Regions from separate parts of the Rattus norvegicus genome. Here region 2 is linked to region 1. Evidence: chromatin contacts called from public Hi-C data. All regions are on one chromosome and are shown on one strand. The core of a region is the stretch at or near the end of the contact, and the rest is flanking DNA. Distances in the headings are between cores, read along the strand shown. Region 1 has its middle 83 kb from the start of Trib2. Region 2 holds the start of Trib2 (tribbles pseudokinase 2).

Evidence for each region. A called contact is a pair of places that touch in the nucleus more often than the background predicts.
Region 2: a contact with region 1 is called in a Hi-C map of Schwann cells, with 2.3 times the contacts expected there. The contact joins the promoter of Trib2 here to the enhancer-like site in region 1. A contact is called at or near these places in 5 of 12 Hi-C or Micro-C datasets (the Rat2 cell line, Schwann cells, kidney and 2 more).

What each region holds. Positions count from the first base shown.
Region 1 is chr6:44,212,052-44,219,969 of GRCr8, reverse strand. No RefSeq gene overlaps it. Among named protein-coding and RNA genes, the nearest start is that of Trib2, 83 kb to the left of the region's middle. Within about 2 kb of position 2,874, at least 17 of the 93 cell types and tissues checked have an H3K27ac peak or open chromatin away from gene starts, as enhancers often do. A contact at or near this core is called in Schwann cells, where this site is marked.
Region 2 is chr6:44,295,617-44,303,534 of GRCr8, reverse strand. It overlaps Trib2 (tribbles pseudokinase 2), which reads left to right and starts at 4,441. Exons shown (of 3, transcript NM_001108015.3): 1 at 4,441-6,065. The coding sequence starts at 5,796.

The sequences.
Region 1 (7,918 bases), core at 1,625-4,124:
TATCATCTATCAGAATAGTAGTATTTGGCATGGGAAGGAAGGAAGGAAACCAAGATTCCAAAGTAAAATATCTAATTGCTGTAGTTATTGGGTTCATTTTACAAATGGACCTCTCTTTTTTTTCACAAACCAAAGGACATCGCCATTCCTGAAACATAAATCATTTGTCATCTCAAGTTTAATAAGGCTTCAAAGACAGTGAGGAGGATTCAGATCTATGTGAGGAAAGTGGTCAATATTCTTACATGGATTTGTATATTCAACTCTCCTGAGTAATGTTCTTTGGAAAAACTCCAGATGAGAGAAGTTCAAGGCCACACTTTCTTAGCATCTCCTATCCTAGAATGCTTCGTAAACATTTAATAGGAAAAAGGGTTTCTCTGTGATTTAATATACCATAGCAGATCTGATATATTTCTTAAAGAATGACATGCCACCATGTATGTGTATGTGTCAGAGGATAACTTCGAGAAGCCAATTCTTTATTTTTACCATGTGGGCCCTAGGTCTCAAAGTCAGGTATGACTAGAATCCCCCTTATCCACTGAGTCATCTGGCTTACCACTGTATTCTTTGTGATTTATGGTTAATATAGAATAAACTCCTTGGTAGATATCTTACTAAGGCCTTCAGAAACTGGTTGTCTGAGGTTGATTGTATTGCAGAAGACCCCGAAGTATAAGATAAAATAAAGGACATGGTCTACCAACTGTTCTAAAACCATATGACCCATCTATCTACAGCTGTAGAATTGAAATTCCAAGGCAGCATTGTATGTGTCTCCTTCACTCCAAGGTCTATGTTACAACTTGTTTGGTCTATTGCCATCAACATATATTAAGCACTTACTGAATAAATGAGAAAGAACAAAACACTTGACACATGGGGTCTTTGATGCAATAATGTTCTGTGGGATTATTGTGCATTCAGAAGACCACAGACTTCAGACTGGAAGTGACTTTCCTGTTTTGCTCCTGCTGTGTGATCTTGGCTTAGTTCTTCTGCCCCATGGACTTCAATCTTTTCATCCGTATAACAAGAATTAGACATTTTAGATTTGCCAAGAGGGCTAGCTAAGAAAACATGCGTTATTTGTCCAGCCAAGGGAGAGTTCTTCACCAGTGGGAAGATGATGACGGTGGCAACAGTGCAGGGATCCTAAACTCACTGAGGGTCCTCGGGGAGCTGAACACTTTTCTAGTTTTTAGACAGCTCTTCCACACTCAAAAAAGGGCCAAAGCCTCTCAAAAAAGAAATTGCTCAGCTAGGAACTCTTCTCCAGCGGGTCACATTGCAGAAACAGTGTTTTGGCAGGCCAAACAAAGACAACCATTCTTCCCAAACAGAGACAATGCCAAGAAGGTGCTGGGTGGTCCAGAATACAGGAGACAGATAATGTAATGGCTCCATTCATCAAAAAGGCGAGTGTGCACACCGGCTGCTTGCCAGCTGGAAAATGAAGCTCTTCTCCCTTCCGAGGGTAATTTATTTCTGCTGGGGAGACTCTAAAATATTCTTCACCTTTAAGGGACCAACCAAATTCCAACAGGATCATGTAACATTGTGAGGACCCAGCTAAGGAGAACAAATAAACTCAGGGTCTAAAGACAGTACAGGACAGCTTATGTCCTCTTCCATAAGTTCGGTCTATCGCTATCTTGTGGATATTAAATATTTTGCAATTTGTCATATTTCTCTCTTTTCTGGCCACCAGGAAGCTGACTGCCAAGTTTTTCGAATCCTCAAGTCTCAGTAGTACAAGAAACTATGGAGCACATTTCTGTGTTGACTGTTTCTACAGCCTTTGGTAGTTTTCCTCTTCAAAGTTTAAAATAGCAAATGATCCACAGTTATTCATCTCATTTTGCTTCAAATAAAATGGGGATATCATTTAGATAATTGTCTTATGGTTAAGAATCTATAGGCCCTTCCCTCATTTAATTAGTAAAAAAAGAAAAGGTGTAGCTCATGAGTCAGAAAGATGGGTCAGTGGGTGAAGGTGGCTGTCACCAAGCCTGATGGCATGGAGTTGATAACAAACGGACTTCTGCAAGTTGTGTTCTGACCTCCATGATTGCACTGTGGAACACAAGCACCTCCTCCATATACACATATACAAATAAGTTAATAAAGTATCAACTGTTTTAAAATGATGCAGTAGTGCATCTTTTCTGGATATTGAACAATTGTTTTTTTTCCCACTCAATTAATTGCATGTTTATAAAATTACAAATAACGGCAACCACTTTGCAGATAAACTGTCTCAATAAATATTCAAGATAATTCCTTAATAAGCACCAGTTTATTTAGATACTTAAGTGACATTATCGAGATCTAACATGCTTAAATAATTTATCATGTTCCTATAGTTTGAAATTGAGAGTTACAGGCTTTGAGTCAGAGTTCATCTGAAAGCAGAGGCTTGAGTCTTGAACCATGATATTAACGATTTCTTATTTTTTATTTGAATTTTAACTTTTATTATATGTTAGTATTGTGTTTATGTCATTTGCACTGACTTTTCCTTTACCAACTCCTCCTGTGTCTACCTCCATTCCCTCTCAAATTCATGACCTCTTCTTTTATATACATGAGATGCACGGAGTCCATTTAGTGTTGCTTAGATTTACATCTGTTTAGGGCTGAGCTGTTGGGATTAGAAAGCCCACTAGGCACCTCCTCTACAGAGCAAACCAAGTCTCTGTTCACCCCAGCTGTTAGTTGCTCCTGCCTCTTTACTCACTATTGGCTATCCTGTAAGGCTGTGGGAAGCAGTTGACGTGAATTTGTTGAGCCTGAAAGCGTGCTCTAACTCACACAGTGAAACCCACAAGCGAAGGTCAGGAATTGGGTGTTGCAATCCCCAGCGTAAAGTCAAAAACTACAGCGGAACACAGAGAAGCAGTGCGGTGGAAACAGTGAAGGCATTTTGGCACAGCTTTCAGGCAAAGAGGAAATTATGCATGAAGGAAGCAGAGGGTCAGGAGGCAAGATTCCATTCTTGGAAAGAGAGGAAGATTGAACAGGACTTAAGGGGTGAGGCAGTACAGGGCTCCATGCAAGAGCTGTTGATGGAGTCTGCAGACAAAGATGGTCCAGTTATATGAACAGTGTCTATATCACAATATTTTCATGATCTAAGAAAAATTTACCACCTTCAACAAGGAAATAATCATCATACCTGGAAGAAATTCAATCTTCCATTAAGGGATTGTCTGTTCAAGTTATGTTTTTCCTGGAATGACAGGTCTCACTATTCCACTGCTACAATGTGGCCAGTTATATACATGCAAATGCAGAAGCCATGAAGTCTATCTCTAGTACCTTTGGAGGGAGATCTTTTTCCACTAATACATGGGCATGATTTCTTCCTGGAAGACATTTGGACATGTGTAGCTACTTCAGAGGGCTTGTCACTCACTTGGGAATTTACCCAGTCTCCTATCATTTTTTTTCTTTTTGCACATGATCCTTTTGAATCTCAAAATAACTCTGGTGCCAATCACAGAAATCAGGTTACTTCATTTCTTTGTCACTCTCTCCCTCTCTCTAGCACAGTGAAACAAAAATCAATGAAATCGGCAACACTGGCTCATTAAGGGAGAGTCACTTTGAGACTAGGAAGGATATTTTCCCCCTAACACAAAAACAACCTCTATAGAAGCAGAATGGTATGTATTGGGGAAAATATTTTAAACAGATGAAACTGAGATTTGAGCTCATGCAATTAAGACATGAGGGTTTAGCTGAAAAGTGGTAGATTGAATAAACTATCAAGGAAGAGAAGCAGGATCATTCTACGGGAACAAATGCTGTGTGAAATATGCAACATGGAGCTTATTGTATTGCATAGTGATGATCAGGCAGAGAGAGGGGGGAGAGGGGGAGGGGGAGAGAGAGAATAATTCATAATTCTAGAAGAGGTTAGTGTCTCAAGAATTTGTAAAAGAACAACCTTACTCTATATATGCCAGTAGTGACCCGATAGATTGTTGATAGCCATCCTGTCTTATAGGTACATCTGTTTATCTGCTTAATAACCCGACATCACTCTTAAAGACAAAGCTAAACCCACCAAACCAAGCTTCATAACTTCCTGTATGCCAATTTGTATGAAAACATTTAGTTTCTAAAAATATCTTCCCTGCCTATCTACTGCAGAAAAGTCATTATATCTGAGAGGAAAACAGAGTAGCAATAGAGGTATCTAGTGGCAATAGGAAAAATAAACAAGAATTTGCATGTAAAGATAGTAAGTTGAATATTATGACTAGTGTTAGGTAAGTAAGCCACAGGTTCAAAGCAAGTTGGTCCTGACCCTTTAGAGGCTCCCTTTTATCTGTACCAGGTGCTTTGTGAACGGAAAGACCCTACCCTTTCCCTTTAACGTGTATAAGAATGGTCCTGGTCCTGAGCTTGATGAAATAGAGATCTGAGTCCGATGTTCTGAAATGAGGCCTGGCAGTCTGCTTTTCTCATCTGTCCTTTGTTCTGCTTGAAAGAATAGCAAGAAAAAGCCAAATACAGCAGGGCTGTCCTTGCTTCTATGCAGCTCGTATCCGTGTCTTCTCAGTTAAGCTGAGTGGCAGTGGAGAAGCCATCGTTCTGATGATCGTGGGATACTTCGGGTCTGCATCCAACACAGAAACTCAAGACACGGAGAGGCCGGCCACAGGCCACCCAAACAAATCAAGTGTACTCTATCTACACTTCCATATTGTTATTCGATATCTGCAATCACTGGCTGATTTGGGCTAAAGAGGTGTACTGTAATGATGCCACCTCATGAATCACTCCCGTCGATGGCATTTACATGGCTGTCACTCCTTTTTAATGCTCTGGGAAGCCTGATTTTCAAGGCTCAGTACTTCCTTTTTATGGCACAAAGCAGCAGGACGTTGCAGTCCTATATCTTAAAATAGAGAGGGGTACACCCTGTGGTGGTGCAGTAGGGACAGTCCTGTGTAAAGAGCTGGCCCAGGAAAGACCCCAGGCAGTGGTTCTCAACCTGTGTGTTGTGGTGCCTGTTGGGGAGTCAAGGGGTCACAAATCGGACATCTCGCTTTTTAGACACTTACATTATGATTCATAAGAGAAGCAAATTGACAGTCATGAAGTAGCGATGAAATAACTTGATGGCTGTGGTCATTGCAACATGCAGAACTGTATTAAAGGGTTGCAGCAGTAGGAAGGTTGAGAACCACGGCTTTAGAGTCTTTTCATCCCTGTCTATCCTTCAGTCCTTCCCACAGAGCATGTTTTGGTGACCATGGGTGGCTATGGTTAAAGGTAGATAGCACATTTGGAAAAAGCTTGCCATCTAAGAATGAGGGCGTGAGTCTTCTCTCTGATACTCTTGTAAAAAAAAAAATAAAAAAGAAAGAAAGAAAAATCCAGCTGTCTTAGTGCTTGCTAAGAATCCAGAGGCCGAGAAGGTGAAAACAAACAGATGTGTTGTGGTGGCTGGTTGGGGAGGAGTCCCAACCTACTCAGACACTCTGTCTCAAAAACAAAACAAAATAATAGTAATAAGAAAAACCCAAGTAGACTGCTGTCCTGAGGAATGATATGTAAGGCTGACCTCCAACCTGTACACACACACACACACACACACACACACACACACACACACACACACACACACGAGAGAGAGAGAGAGAGAGAGAGAGAGAGAGAGAGAGAGAGAGAGTCGCTGTATTAATCTTTGAAAGAATTAGCCTCAGGGATGTGGGCAACAGAAGGAACATCATCCCAGGCAAAAGGCACTTAGAATCTATCTCTAATGCAGTATGACCACACAGTAGAGTTTATGACAGAGTGCAGAAGTGGAGATGAGATATCTCAGGCAGAATGACAGTGGAAACCATCAACTTTCCTGGAAGGGAAACCAGGCCCATGTGGAATGCTCATGTCTTCCAGGTGGCTCCTAGGCCATCAGGGCTGCACACCATTCTCCTCCAGGGGACTGCAGAGGCCTAAAAATGTACACATTTCTGTTCATTTCTCCTCCCAAGTTTCCTTTTGACAATCCTATGAGATGGCCGCTGGGAGATCCTTGACCACTTCCATTATGACTGGCCACATCCCTTTCACAGAAAATTGAGCTGCAAACTGTCTTAGGAAAATGGGTCTTGGCACTAGAGGTTTTAATACTTCAGAATGCCTTGATAGTTTCTGGACTCTATGAGGACAGTAGACATTGAATAAATGTGGAGGATGAGATTCAGATGCACAGATACATATTTCCCATATCAGCAAATCTGGGCTTTCCTTTAGGGTGGAGGCTTTGGCTACAGTTGCTCAGACAGGCTCCCAGAATCATCTGGAATAATATCCACCTGAGAAGTAAGCCCCACAGAAGAAAGAATGAGACACAAATAATAAGAAATTCAACCCAAGAGAACCATATTACTTATTTTTAAAATTTTTGGGTTTTTTTTTAAATATTTATTTGTTTCATATATGCGGGTACACTGTCACTGTCTTCAGACACACCAGAAGAGGGTATTGAATCCCATTACAGATGGTTGCGAGCCACCATGTGGTTGCTGAGAATTGAACTCAGGGCCTCTGTAAAAACAGCCAGTGCTCTTAACCGCTGAACCATCTCCCCAGCCCCTTAAAAAATGTTTTATTGGCATTTATTCAGCCAAAATAAGTCTGCCTCTGGCTAGTCACTTTAACCCTTTCCAAACATCTGTGGGATGTCCGTGTAGCCCACATAATAAGCTATGCATGTGCGTTTGAAAAGAGCAGTTTCCCTAAGACATCTGTTTCCATTCATGCACACTGCATTATTTTATCGTGATGTATTCTTTGTGGTATTACTTTAGAAATCTATTAACCATGGATCACTAGAAGATCTCTTGTCCTGTCATCTTCGGGATAATGAACACTCTGTCCATGTGTGTAAATCTGTCAGGCTGAGTGAGTCTTCCTTTGGAAAGATGTTTACTCATTTACACATTAAAGGATCACTTTAGGTTTTCCAACCAGGATCGTTTCACTGGAGAAGTGTAGAACAGCTCATTATCTTAAACCATAAACCAGCTCATTGAAGAGTCTATCTGGAGGAGACAATTTAATCTTTATGGCTGGTTTTAAAAATGTTTTTAATATAAATAAGTGTGAAGATCATATTAATTCAGGGGGATAACTGACAAAATAAAAAGATCCTTATCAAATTTGCTTTGAAAAGAAAGAAACCAAGATTTAATCACACAAGACAGTGTTTTGGGCTATGATTCAGGTCTCTACAGTCAATGAACATTTCAAGGGTCTTACTGCTCTGTGTCCAAGTGTTCATCAGTAACGAGTGAAAATATGTGTAATTATCTTGGGTTCTGCTGGAAACTGCTAGAAGACGGACCAGTGTTGGCTCATGAATGTAGAAACTGAGAACAAGATAATAGAACCTTTGTAACAACAGCAACAACAACAACAACAACAACAACAACAACAACAACAGCGACAAAGCTATTCCTTCACATTTAGTATTTTTCACATTTAAGAACTTTCTTGCTTTTCTTTCATATACAACAAACTCATGGAAGCCCTGTGACCCATTAACTGTTTATGTAATACGTGGAAAAACATGCTTTTGCAAGGAAAAACAATAGAATCATGTAGGATTAGATCCAGACAGAAATCTGCTTTTGAATCTTCATTATATTAGGCCTAAAAGGAGGGACCTCATCTCTGCTGAACAGGAAAGGCTAAGAGGATGGGTGTAGACCAATCACAAGTCATCTATCATGGACTAATAATTCTCAGAATGGACTCTAAGATGGGTGGAGCTGTAAGGCTATGTGGCTGTTAGTTTATGATCCAGTAATTAGGGTTCAGTCCACTTTAATTCTGTCATTAGAATTTATTTTATTTTCATAGTTTATATTTTTATATTTTTTTAAATTTTTAA
Region 2 (7,918 bases), core at 3,192-5,691, 82 kb before region 1:
ATACCTATAGCTCCTTCTGGAAGTTTCTTGCAAGTTTATGGGCTTAGGCTTGTCATGTAAGACTTAAGAGAGACCTGTTGTCACCTATTGTGATGGCTATTCTTGGTTGTCAACTTGACTACAGTAGAATTAACTAAAAGTCAAGTGGTTGGGTATGCTTACCCTTGAGGGCTGTTTCTTAAGTAAATCATTTGAAGTGAGGAGACAAATCCTCAATTCGTATTTCTTTTTTTTTCTCTTTTTTTTGGGGGGGGTGGGGGGCTGGGGATCGAACCCAGGACCTTGTGCTTCCTAGGCAAGCGCTCTACCACTGAGCCAAATCCCCAACCCCACAATTCGTATTTCTTGAGGTGGTAAGATCCACCTTAAATATGGGCCATGCCTTTGGTGGCAGCCTATATACAAATAATTACACACACACACACACACACACACACACACACAAATGATGTAGAAGAAGGAAGAAGGGAGCCCTTGACTTCCTAATTGTTCTTGCTCTCACTTCGGCAAGTTTATTCCTTCACTGGCTTTAGAGCCTACTTCTTCAGAATTTTGGCTTATTCTGAAGACCAGCTGAAACATCACTTTTGTAGGTTTCTGTATTGGAATTTCCATTGGTAGACAGCCATTTTGGACTAAGTGGGTCTACTCACTGTAATAATAAATCTCGTGTGTGTGTGTGTGTGTGTGTGTGTGTGTGTGTGTGCGTGTGTGTGTGTGTGTGTTCTGTTCCTCTAGAGAACACCTATGGTCAAATTGATGTAGCACTCAAGTAAGTACTTTTCAAACCATACTTATTCATTTAATAAACACAGAACTTGCTTAGAGAAGTGTCACATACCCTTGGCAGCCACTACTCATTTGCTGAATAAACTAATGAGCTATGAAGAGTAGAAAGGAGTAAATGCATTTCAGGATAAGAGAATATTGCTGATAACATGGAAACTACAACCTGGGATGGTGACAGCATTTGATGGACTTACTTCAACGTGAACAGAGAAAAAGCTGCATCATCCTATGTGTATAATCCTTATTTTAATTCCTACACAGCATCTCACTATCATTATAAACTATATTTACCTATTCCTGTAATTATAGTTAATAACTCTCATGTCTTATTATTGATACCATAAACCTTTTACATATTATTTACATTAACTGCTGTATGTTTAGTTGTTTTCCATGGCTGTATCCAGCCATTGTAACCATTAACATTGTAACCATTGTAACAAGTACACTTGATAACAACAGGAACTGGTTTCTATTATGTATGGGATGCTGTGTTCCTTGGTTTGTAGATGTACCATTCTTCTATTTCATGTGTTGGCAACATCCAGATCCTAGTCCCACATTGAGATTAAAATGTTTTAAAATTGTCTAAGATCTTGTGGCTAGGAATTGGGTATGTGAAGGCTCCTGGCCCTGCTTCCACGAGTCAGCATGTGCAGGGAAGGTTCAGGTCGAGGCTAAGAATGCTCAAGTCTACCCTACACTGTAATCATTTTATTATAAGCACAAGGATTTGGCTTTACAGAGGAACAGAACACCTCCCCTCTGAGAAGTGATGGACTCACTGTCACTGATGGGCAGGGTCCAGCAGGCACTTGTATGAGCTTAAGCTTTGCTTGATCTGTTAAAGCAGTGGTTCTCAACCTTCTGAGTGCTGCGACCCTTTAATACAGTTCCTCAGGTGGTGATGACCCCCCGACCATAAAATGATCTCTGTTGCTACTTCATAACTACAACTGTGTTATGGACTGTATAGAACTATCTGATATGCAAGATATCTGATATGAGAACTCCAAAGGGGTTATGACCCACAGGTTAAGACCTGTGTTAGGGCTACCGTGCTTTCTCTTCTCCTTGATACCCACTGATATTAACTCCACAGTGAGCACCAGTCTGCTTTTCCCAATACTTCAGTACAACCTTGACACTTCCTGATAGCAAGTCACCTTGGGAATAGAATCTATGTCTCTACTAGAACACTGCAGTGTTCAGCTGCATCATGGCCAGCCATTTCCAGGGTACTTGCAGCCTGCTTCATGGCTTTACTTGGACAGTGCAGCCCAGTTGATGACACTGAGATTTCAAGTTACTAGAAAGCTAGATCTTCCTACTCCTTTTCTTTCTCATATTCTTTCTCTGCCTGAATGGCCAGCAATATCTCTTATGTGTATTATTTTGTGACTCACAGGACTATTTCAATGTCCACTAAGAAAGAAAATTTTCAAATGCCATATCTTCTACATATCCAGTGTCTGACACATAGTAGGTCTCAAAAAATATTTTCTCTGGATTCATTCAAGGTCAAGGAGAGACGGGGAGGGGGAGATCACATTTTCAGGAAAGTTTCCTAGAGTCCTGGAAAAGTGTATGTTTCCTTGGGCCGTCATATTGTAAAGGCTCCATTCTCTCTCTCTCTCTCTCTCTCTCTCTCTCTCTCTCTCTCTCTCTCTCTCTCGTGTGTGTGTGTGTGTGTGTGTGTGTGTGCGTGCGTTTCTTAGTTTCTTAGCCCTCCGGGGTTAGACTGAGCTCTAGGGTGGAGAAGATCAAATCCTACTCAAACTTAGATCTTCGCCCAGGGATAAGCATGTCATAAGCCAGCAGTCCTCAACCTTCCTAATGCTACTGTCCTCGAATACACTTCCTCATGTTGCAGTGACCCTCAAACATAAAATTACTTCACTACTACTTCATAACTGTAATTTTGCTTCTCTTATGAATATAATGTAAATGTCTGATATGCGACCCCGGTGAAAGGGTTCTTCACCCCAAAGGGATCACAACTCACAGGGTGAGAAACACTATCATACTTCTTCATGAATCTCCCAGAACTGCAATTGCAGTTCTAGGGATCACATGAGGTAAGCAGGGGCCTGTTATTTCACAGATGAGACCTAGGGAGGGGAAAATAAAAACAAAAATCCTACCAACTCAGTTTCCTTCTGAAACTGGATACTGACGCTGGAACACAGGTCTCTCAAGCTTTCTTACAAGAAAGTTTTGTGATAGTTACCCAGTAGAGGCCACAGGGAACATTTCTCCATGGGTCCTCTGTAGAGACTATCTAGCGCCGTTCTTGAACTGGGCAGAGACTACATGATGGCACACTAGTCTGTGGTCATCATGACATCCTCAAACTGTTATCCTACTAAGGGACAGTTTAGAGATCGGAGACTGAGTGTAAGGCAGATGAGTGGGGAGCAGGATGTGAGATCTGTGAGAAGACACGGGCCATCTTAGTTTTTTCTTAAAATCTGTTCTCTAGGGTGGCCAGCTGGACAAGCAAGGTCCATTCACCATTCTGAAACAACCCTCAGGGATCTCCTGATCATTAGAGCAACTATTGTCCCAGTTAACTATAATTATAAATAGTTTTCTATTTTCGTTCAAAAGTGGTAGTGCGGAAAACTGTTGCAGAGTGGCCTCCCTCGTAGAAAGCAGTAGCCTCGCCCCAGACCATAGCTGCTTCTCCTTCTCTTTCTGTTTTCCCTGCTACATTGCTTCTCTGAGGTAAAGGCAAGAGGCTGAAGCTGTGGCCTGAACTTTCCCCAGGTCTGCTCAAACCAATAGTCAGGAACCTTACCAGGAAGCTAAGAATAAGTCCGGGTTAAAGTGCAGCCTTCAGTTGAACTTAGTATTGAATGTGTTCCTGGCCCACATACTGAGATGACTGGACTGGAGAAGCCTGGCTCTTTGCCTGGGAGCCAATATCACTTGCAGAGGTGTGAGTGCAAAGAGGTGTGTGTGCCTGAGCCCCCCAAAAGACCCTGTCCTTAAATCAAAAGACGCTGAAAGTACCCCCAATCCTATAACTGTGAAGTGGGGGAGGGGTGGTGACACTAATTACAAGCCCACAATGGACTTCTGTTGAAGTGAGAAGCAACTGGAGAGAGAGTAAAACTAATTCTAGAGACTGTGGGCTGCAAGAAATTCTTCGTTCTTTAAAAACCGAGGGGAGCCTCTTGCTCAGGTTAACATCGCAGCAGAGGAGGGCCCAATACTCAGAAGTTGCGAGGCTTTCTGCAGAAAATCCCATGGAAGAGGATCTAAGTCCCAAAGTTGACCTGAGCCTGCCGGTGTTGCGTGGCGATGGTGGTAGATACACAGCCCAGCATCCTTAGCTCTGCAGCGCGAGCAGCAGGCCAGGCAAGCCCAGAGCCCATGGACTGCGGAAGGATATAAAAGCACTGTTTACCTCGCGCCTGGCCGAGCCATCCAGGGGCGAGGCCAGGGCTCCCGCGGGGGCGCTGCAGGAGTGGCGGCAGCAGTCCTGGCCGCGGGCAGGCGCTGGGGAGCCGCGCGCGAACTGGCAGCGGCGCGGCTGATTGATGGGCTCCCGGCTCAATGACAGGGGCCGGGGCGTGGGTGGGGCGGGGCCGGCGAAGAGGGCGGGGGCTCAGTGGAAATGTGTCGGTGACTTTGAATGGGGAGACTGAGCGCGAGCGAGCGAGGCGCGCGCGCACACATACGCGCACACACAGCCGGGCTCGCTCCGAGATCCCCGGCCACGTAAGTAACTATTAATACCGCCTCGCCCGGGGATGCGGGCGTGCTGAGCGCCGGGATTGGCCTAGGGCACCGTGGCCATCCCCTTTAATTTTTAAATACACGGTCCTCTCCTACTTCTGGGTGGCAAGAAAGAAAAGAAAAGAAGACAAGCCGTCGATTTTTATTTTTCCTCCAGAACAAGCCCGCCGTGCAATTTGGTCGCAAGGCATCGGGAGACAAGAGTGGTTTGCAAATTGTTCCAAGCCTCAAGACCCAGCTGTGCAGCGGAAAAAGAACGCCGCGGGTTAACAGAGTCCGGGGAGCATCTGCGGCCAGCTCCTGCAGGACCCCCGGAAATCTCCTGCCGCTGGTCCCCCCAGGTCACCGCCCGCACTTCTTGCTTCATCAGAGGAGGATCTGGGACGTGAGCGGCGACAGCAAGAGCTAGTGCTGACCGCGCGGGCTCAGCTTTGGGCTTTGTCGCGGTACCTGTGCCTGCCCTACTCCGCACTCCCTACTCAGCTTTTGCAATCTTTTGTTGCCACTGCTGACCGCCCCAAGTTAAATGCTCCTTTGCTATTTTGCTTTTTTTTCTGTCCCTTTTTTTTTTTTTTTTTTTGAGAGCGAGAGGGAGAGCTCTGCGATTTTTTGGAAAAGCCTCAGACGCCATCTACAGTTAAGACTTAGGTAACTGCCCTCTCTAGCACCCCCTTCCACGCCCCCCACCCTTTCTACCAAAAAGGGGGGGTGCAGCGCGGATTCTGGCTGCCGCGCGGCGTGAGCCGGTAGACCCGTGCTTATTTCCTTTTTCTTTTTGTTTGGTTTCTAACGCGTGGAGGGCGAGCCGGCGCCGCACGCTCCCTGAAGACTGCACAAACTCCAGGCAGGGCTCCTCCGCCCGGTCTGCGGATCCTCAGCTGGGGATCGCTCAGGATCCCGGCGCTGCAGCTCCGCACCCCAGAGGCACGCTCACTCGTCCAGATCCACGCGGCGAACAGAGACCCACTGACTCCAGAGTGCGGTTCTGCACTGCGCTGGCGGCTTCTGGGTAACAAAAGGACCCGAGTTGTCGGCCGAGCGAGCACCCCCGGGAGCGGGGCTCGCAGCCGGGGACCAGCCCTGCGGCGCCCATCTGGGGGCTAGTTCTTAACTCTCCTCTACGGAGCCCCAGACGGGTCCCCTCCCTTCTTGATCCTTTTAAGTCTGTGGCACAGAGGCGCCTGCACCCGCGGCTCATCCATCTCTCCAGTGGGGTTTTTCTTTTTGGTTTGTTTGTTTTGTCGTGTGCGATCCCCACACTCATGAACATACACAGGTCTACCCCTATCACAATAGCGAGATATGGGAGATCGCGGAACAAAACCCAGGATTTCGAAGAGCTGTCGTCTATAAGGTCCGCTGAGCCCAGCCAGAGTTTCAGCCCGAACCTTGGCTCTCCGAGCCCGCCCGAGACTCCGAACTTGTCGCATTGCGTTTCCTGCATCGGGAAATACTTACTGTTGGAGCCTCTGGAGGGAGACCACGTTTTCCGCGCTGTGCATCTGCACAGCGGAGAGGAGCTGGTGTGCAAGGTAACCAGCCCATCTTTGCTTTTGCGTTTTGTCTTTTGCTTAAATTAAAAAAAAAATATCCTGGGGACTTTGCCTGTGCGGGAGGTCTCAAAGCTCTCAAGTCCAGGACTGAAAGATTGCTGGGATCATTATGCGTGGCCTCGTTAAACGGGTTTATTTGTGTGTCTGTCCACGTTCGACTAGTTGCGAAGTTTTCAGACCGTTTCAGACAATGGGGCGGGCTGCAGCGGGGGCGTTTTGGGGAGATCCGGGGAGGGAGGGCGGCGAATCTGAACCGGGGCACGGACATGCGTGCCCTGGGAGGCTCGTAGAGCTCGGGTGCGTGGGGCTGATTCCCTTTGCCGGGGCATTTCTCTCCCCAGGTCGATCCCCCTCCCCTTCATGTAAGGACTAGGGAATCCCCGGTTGGTTTTCAGACGCCGCTCCTTCGGTTTCTTTTGTAGCCATTGTTCTTAGCAGCCTGCAGGTGTTAAACCTTTGTTCCAAAGGTGGCTTTTTAAAAGAGACACAAAAAGTGTCCCCTCCGGCTGAGCCCAAGGCTCTAGCAGAGGGAAAAGGAGTTTTAAAGCTTCCTTCTGCCTGGAGACTGGAAAGGAAGGTTGGGGTGGAAATTCGCCCCTTGCGCACCTTTGGGTGAACAAGGAATCCTTTGGGTCTTTTTGTCTAGGTTTCTTCTTGTCTTCAGACTCCCTGACTGCACACCCCCATTACTGCTCCCCCTGCACCCACAAGTACACCTTTGCCTGTTTAGAGCCTGCCCTTTGGAGCCCCCTGTGCTAGTACTAAGAAGGACACTTCAATTTCCTTTTTGTCTTTGACCCTGAACAGTAACTGGTTTGTGTCTCTGTGTGTCTGTGTGTGTGTCTTTGTGTGCGCTCCCCGAGTACCACAAGAGGACAGAGGAAGGATAGTAACAAAATATTTGACTCCAGTCAGTTTCCTACTGCAGTGGAGGACAGGACTTACCAGAATTAGATGTAGATCAAGAATACATTACCACTTAAATTTAGGTTCTTCTGGTTTTGTTTGTTTGTTTGTTTATTTATTTGTTGAGGCGGAAGTGGGACCGCACTGTCTTTGAAATGGTTACTGTGAACATCTGTGCTGCAAATACTGTATTACACTTTTCTCAATTAATCACTGGCTGCTTTGTGAAATCGCCTTATTTCATACTGGGTTGGAGCGCTTCCTTGCAAAAACCGGGTGGGTGAAGATCTCCGGGCAATTCTGAAATTATTTATCCCTGAATTTAGAAGAAATCAAAGACTCTTTAAATATTGTTGTTTGCATGTATTAGGTATTGGGGATTTCACATCTTCTCTAAGTTACCGTAGTCAAGAACAACTGTGCCCAGCAAAAGCCTTAAATTTTGTAGGCAACTCGGAGCCTGATTGGAGCCCTGCACACTGCACAATAGGACAGTCATCCTTTGAAATGAATGAATTCTACTGAGCTGTCATTCTCCTATGAAATATGCACCATCATCGGCAGTGAGCATCCCCCTCCTTTTGCTCAACTTCAGTAGAGCATTTTAATATATTTTCCCCCTAAAGGCGACAGATGACTTTACATCAAAACTGTCCGTGGCCAAATTCTGCAGGCGGATCTTGTTATTCCTTCTTTGTTTAAAACTAGGCTTGTCTCTGGCCTCTGTTCGTTCTCTTTGCTGATCCTTCAAGACATATTTCACTCTAGGCTGACCTTATAGTGTCATTTGCAGACTTGCTCTCTGGCCCCAAACTGTACTTAATCTGTTGGTTTAGTTATTTCAAAGATTGAATCAGCTCCTCACCAATTACAGTGTAGCTGCAAGTGGATTTAAGTGCGGTATCATTGTTCTGTTTGACAGAGGT